Linked DNA regions of Sus scrofa: region 1 is linked to region 2. A link is a contact called in public Hi-C data. All regions are on one chromosome and are shown on one strand. The core of a region is the stretch at or near the end of the contact, and the rest is flanking DNA. Distances in the headings are between cores, read along the strand shown.

Region 1 (3,207 bases), core at 365-2,864, 210 kb after region 2:
CTTCATCTCTAAAATAGGGATAAAGACAGCACCTGCTTCACACACAAAAAAAATCTAAATGTTATATATACTAGTGTCAAATAAATAATGAGTGCCACTTAAATGTTAGTTGTTGCCATTATTATTATTCTTATCTACCCATTTACAGAATGATAATCTGAATTACTGTCTTTAGTCCTTGTATTGCTGAAGCTCTGCCTGATCCTATATGTCTATTCATTTCTGATCTGTTTCCATACTTCATATAAATTCCTCCTTCCTAATTTATAGTAAATGTGATCACTTTCCCAAAAGAAAGTTAATAAGGCATTGAAATTCATTAGTTCCATCTATCTTCATTTCATTTCAAAGAACTAGGAGCTATTGTTAAATCAGCCTGAGCCTGTCCATACTTCTCTTTTTCTGTGATAAGATGCTACTTTTATAGCCACTCTGTCATCAGGGCTTATCTTGAAGAGCAGCTGTGGTTTAGCTTTTTGAGCAAAAGATTTGGAAGTTCTGCAAAATCAAACCAAGATGGCGGCAGCTTTGCATACTGACTGGTTCCATTCTGACAAGGCCAATTGGACCCTCAATCCCGGAATTTTTAAGCTGTGATCTCAGAGGAGGAATCTCAAAATGATCATGTGTAGACCTCTGTATCACATTTCATAGTCTCAAATATTTGTGGAATTTTTATAAAATATGAATAAAAATGAAGATTAAATGATGTAACATCCATTTACATGATTCTGTTCTTATTCTATGCAATACTGGTACCACCCTTCATATGCATAATAATGCCTTAGTTAATAAAGCCTTAAAATATCACTATTTCTGATATTTTAAGGCTTTATCACAAAGAGTATGACATGTATGACATCTTTAGAAGCAGAGGAGCCAGAAATAATGTGCACACTCCATAAGCAAAAGAAATAAGAGATAGAAAAAGTGGTTTACTCCAACCTCCTAAAGAAGAATTGAACAAAATTCCCAGTCCCTAAACATCTAATACTTGGCTAAACTGCCTGGGGTTGGGGTAGGGATGGGGGAGGAGGGCAGGACAGTTATTCATTTTTTGAAAAAAGATGCTCTAAACACACACAGGTATTAAGGCTGAATTTAAAATTCAATGTATCTTCACATGCCTGGTCCAATTTGAAACTGTGAAGCACTCAACTTCCAAATTCAGTTCACATTCACTATTTGTACCAAATGGCTTGCAAACAGACCTTCAGAATATAAGTATCTTTGCCAAAATAACAGGCTTTTACCCAATTTCATAGACTTAGGCAGCTTATCATAATTCCATTATTTTTTGGAGAAAAACTGTATCACACTTCTTTAAGCATTTCTTAAGTGTGCTACTAAGAATTAACCAGGATAGCAGGAATGCTGTATAATTTTCAATGCCATCAAAAATTATTCCTAAATCAGAGCTTTACCATGTGCTTCATAGTTACTGTTAAGTGTTGATTCATTGGAAGGTAGTGACAAGGGTTTAGTGGAGGAAGTAGCCACTGCCAAATCTAAACCTGAGTCAAGAACATGGAATCATAGAAGACTGTGTTCCACTCCAGGGCTGAACTCTGTCACCTCTTCCAGTATTTACTTCCCCCCTCTTTGGTTTCACTTAAGGGTTGGTTACTCAAACTCATCTTGTGACCCGTGGCCTATGAGTTACCCTGCTGTTAGTTTTCAGGAGAAGAGCTCAGAACGTACATTCACAGCTGTTTAAAATTAACACTTCTTTCTTATCAGAAACAGCTCAACTCTTTTCCTGACATCAACACATTATTGAAAATTCTGCTCTGTAAATTCTTTGTCCTTCCTGACTCTGCCCTTTATTACTGCCTACAGCCAGTAATAAGAATGGATTGTCTGTCAGAGGAAACTGTGGCCTCACCAATGCATATAAAAATTCCAGATGTTCAGCATCTTTAAATGATGGCTCCAGACTTATCCAGTTGAATCAGTTTTTACTCAATTGGGTATTTAAATATTTTTGGTTTTGAATACTGAATGTAGAGTTGGCTAAGCACCCAGGTCACCACGTGAATTTACAGTGATGGTGAGTACTTGGGTCACACTGGTACAAGTCTGTGATTTCTGCAGTAAATACAAACAAGTAAGACTGGAGTGTATATACGAGACTTCATTTTCTCAAAAACTTTCCTATATTTTCTCTAAATATTTATGTTCAAGTAGGCACCAAAGTGGTAACTCTACTGGAATACAACATTAATCAGACACAGTAGAGAATTTATTTAGGCCCAGATTATCCTCAGCCCCTTCAGCCCCTGGACTTTCTGCAGTAAGGTTCCCAGGCTAGGGGTCAAATTGGAGCTGTAGCCACTAGCCTACATCAGAGCCACAGCAACATGGGATCAGAGCCACATCTGTGATCTATACCTCAGCTCAGGGCAATGCTGGATCCTTAATCCACTAAACAAGGCCAGGGATCGAACCCACATCCTCATGGATACTAGTCATATTTGTTATTGCTGAACAACAACAGGAACTCCTGCAGTGAGGTTTTATTTTTATATTACTCAATGGATTTATAACATTTATAGCTGTCCAATGAACATCACAACCCAATGGCAGTGAGTTTTTAATCCTAGGTTACAGTCCATGTATTACTTGGTATCTTCTGGAAAGCTCCCCTCCCCCACTGCTGTATAATCAGAAAGCGAAGGTCCATTTTACTATTTGTCTCAGAAAATAAGAGAAAAAATCCTTTAGGTATTCCAGAGCCAAAAAATGATTATCGCTAATTGGGAGTAGTCTTTGTCATTGGGTCCTCATTAGTATGAATAATGTATTACCCATTTATTTCCATTAAAAATTGTCAAAAAATAAAGATCACTAGCAATTTAACTTTTGAATGCAAAAGATGCAATTTAAATGATGCCCAAAGACTTAGTGTCCCATAATAAGAACACAAGCGAGAAAGTAAAAACTCATGGTGACAGTAAGGTCCTTGAAACCTAAAAAAACCATATAGGAAAGCTGAAACACGACAAAACTGAAAAGAAGCAGCTAGTCCTGTCACTCCTCATCTTTTAAAAGAAAAAAAAAGTGTTATTACAGGATTTTGTTTGCAACAAATCATTTTAAATACCTTTAATATTTTTTTCTGTGTGATTTAAATGGTTAAAAATATGGATTATTTTAAATTGTCCTAATGACAGAAAAAAACAGGCAATACCCAGTCACAAGAACCAG
Region 2 (2,983 bases), core at 101-2,600:
GAAGAGCAAAAAATAAAAAAATAAAAATAAAAACATGACATCAATCAATACATTTACCAACAATCACATCTTATCCTGGCAATACTACTCTTTTTCATCTTTGCCAATTAGAAGTGAAAATTGCTATCTCATCATTTGAATTTTTAAACTATAGTGAAGTTGAGTATATTTTTATATGTTTATTTCCAGGAAATAAACATATATCCTTTGCTTATTTTCCCATAGAATTGTTTATCTTTTTATTATTGATTTGTGTGACTCATTTTTATAGTAAATAAGTTAGGTATTTGGGGAACTTTTTACTCTTTTTTTTTTCTTTTTTGGCTGCACCATGGCATATGGAAATTCCCCGGCCAGGGATCGAATCCAAGCGGGAGCTGTGACCTATGCCACACTGCAGCAACACCAGATCCTTAAACCACTGTATCAGTCCCAGGATCGAAGCCACTTCCCTGCAGCTGCAGAGACCCTGTGATCCTATTGTGCCACAGTAGGAACTCCTACCACTTTTTTTTGTATATGTAATTAATTATTTTTGTCCAGCTAATTGGGAGACCTAAGTAATATCCTGTGAAATATGTTCCAAAGAATATTCCTAAGTTCTCTTTGAAATTCCCATAATAGGGAAAGGAGCCAAAACACCCACTTGATTTAAATCTCTAGTGTGAATAAAATATGTTACGTATTCATAGACATACATGTATGTATAATTGGAAAGTGGTTTTTTTTAAAAAATGAACCGCATTAAGATCCTTCACACTTGGGCTGCAGTGGGTTATAGGTAGAGGCAGAAATTGTTCTGAGGCTGGAAATAGGCTGTGGATAATTAAATCCAGCATCCACAACTGGTCAAATCTTTTTATCCCCCTGCAATGGCTGGATATAGTTTGGAACTCATCACTCTAGAAGGTCTTAGGAAGCCCTGATAAGAAGAGCATCTTTAGGAGGTAGATTCTCTCCACTTGATTCTCTCTCACCTGAACAGCTGCGTTCACTTCCACAGTGGCTCTGCTGGCAGCCTCAGATTGTGCTGTTAGGGGCACTGCAGGCCTAGGTTCAATCTTCAGAAATCTTTCCAACAGAAAGGACTCATGGGCTCAAGTTTTGCTGTTTTTGTTTTGTCTTTCCTATCCCAACCAAGCTGGATTCCTTTTCTGACAACTTGAACCATGTCATTGCATTTCCTATGAATAAGATTATCAGCTTCAGAGATGCCTATATTTGGTGATAGTGAATTATGCTCAGCAGTTTTACAACATTCTCCTTAATCATCAATCCCGGTGCACTGGATGTGCTGGCTCTGGGCCTGGTACAAAAATTAAATATTAGTTGACCGAATGCTCTGTGTACATTGCTGCCAGCACCACTTAGGACACGTGATGAACTCTCCTGCCTCTCAGTGCTTCCCTCATGCCTCTGCCCTAAAAATAAAGCAATCCTTTCTTGTTTGGTGCTATTGACTCCTTGATAGAAAGAAAACAGGGAAAAAAAGTTCTCCCATTTTCGATAGCTCAGAGCTGGGTTTGTCAACACTCTGTAACACATTCAGGCACCAGTAATGAAACGGTTTTGCATGTTGCTCAGGGGGCGTTAGAATACATTTCCTTGCAATTTGATTTCACTTGTGTAGGTGGTTCATGAGGGCCAAAGATGTCCACCCCCAGCCCCCAACTGAGTCAAGGAATAGGAAATCGAGAAATCTGCATATACAGCCAAGAAATAGGAAATAAGGAAACAAACACACTCTCTGAGTGTGTTTCTGAGTGTGAAATCAACACATAATTGGCACTGGACAGAGATATGTAAAAATGTCCTTAAAGGGGCAGAATTAATTATCTAGTCTATGCCTTTAAGCCTTGACTGCTGTCCACACAAGCATAAATGCATATCCAAAGAAAAAAAATTCACATTACTTGTAAAAGGAAACATAGAAATGTTACATGACAGCTTTTTTTGGTTGTTATATAATATGGATATATTAATTTTGTCTCATCACTGTTATTCTTTCCATCTGCCTTTTTTCCCATGGAAGATACTCATTGGAATAAAAATATTTTTTCCTTTTATTTTGTTTTAAGTGTTCTACTTGCTAACAGAATGGATATTCTTCAGAGCTGTATTTAAACATACTCGTCTGACTTGGTTGGACTAGAACCTCCAATAGCTACTCAATTTAGGCTCCAGCTGAAATATTTTGATAAGGAAAAACAGGAAATCGCTCCACAAACAAAGGTACATTCAGGATGGAATCAAAACTTTTCCTTCATGGGAAATAGACTAGCAATGTCTCTGATTTCTTTTGACCAGAAAAGAGCTGGCATAGAATATGGCTTATTTTGCTACTGTTAAATTCATTCAGATTAGGTCTTATGAATGAAACATACAGACTATATATGCTTTGGTTGGATTCCTCAGCAGCTGTCCAACAAATGAGGCTTCATAAACAGAATGTTGAGAAAAATAGTTCTGTTGCTTCATGGACACACCCATAACACACCCATAGTATGGTCTCCCTACTCCCTGGGCTTACACATACCCTGTAGTACATGGGGAACAGTCAGCAATCAAATACATGTTGATTTGAATTTCTAGAGATTTTAACTTAATTTTGACAATTACACTTGATGTCACCCTACCACCTTACCAGTAAGAAGAAAAAACAAAAGAAAAAATAAAACAAAAAACTGCAATACTCCTCATCCTTCTGATTTGAGTGATGATGCCATGATGACTTAAATTGCTTTTCATACTTTGCAGAAGAATTTAAATAGCTCAGATGTTTCACTCTTGAAAAAGTGGTTACTAGTCACACATAGGAACTACTTCCTTTAAGAAATCTCTTAAGGATGTTTATAATTTATTGCTGGACTTGTTCAGAGTAGCATGCAAATCCACTTACATGTTTACATCCTACCTCAAATAGGAGCTTAAAAAGCAAGCCAGTCAAAGCAGGATCTTCATTGGCAACACCATGCTTCTGCCT

What was found. A called contact is a pair of places that touch in the nucleus more often than the background predicts.
Region 1: a Hi-C map of subcutaneous adipose tissue shows a contact between it and region 2, with 1.6 times the contacts expected there. A contact is called at or near these places in 1 of 47 Hi-C or Micro-C datasets (subcutaneous adipose tissue) and 1 of 2 datasets of targeted methods (skeletal muscle).

The regions. Positions count from the first base shown.
Region 1 is chr3:87,015,422-87,018,628 of Sscrofa11.1, forward strand. The region is part of intron 4 of ACYP2 (acylphosphatase-2); the gene reads right to left. Among named protein-coding and RNA genes, the nearest start is that of C3H2orf73, 94 kb to the left of the region's middle.
Region 2 is chr3:86,803,686-86,806,668 of Sscrofa11.1, forward strand. All of the region lies in intron 2 of LOC106508926 (protein transport protein sec31-like), which reads left to right. Among named protein-coding and RNA genes, the nearest start is that of SPTBN1, 21 kb to the left of the region's middle.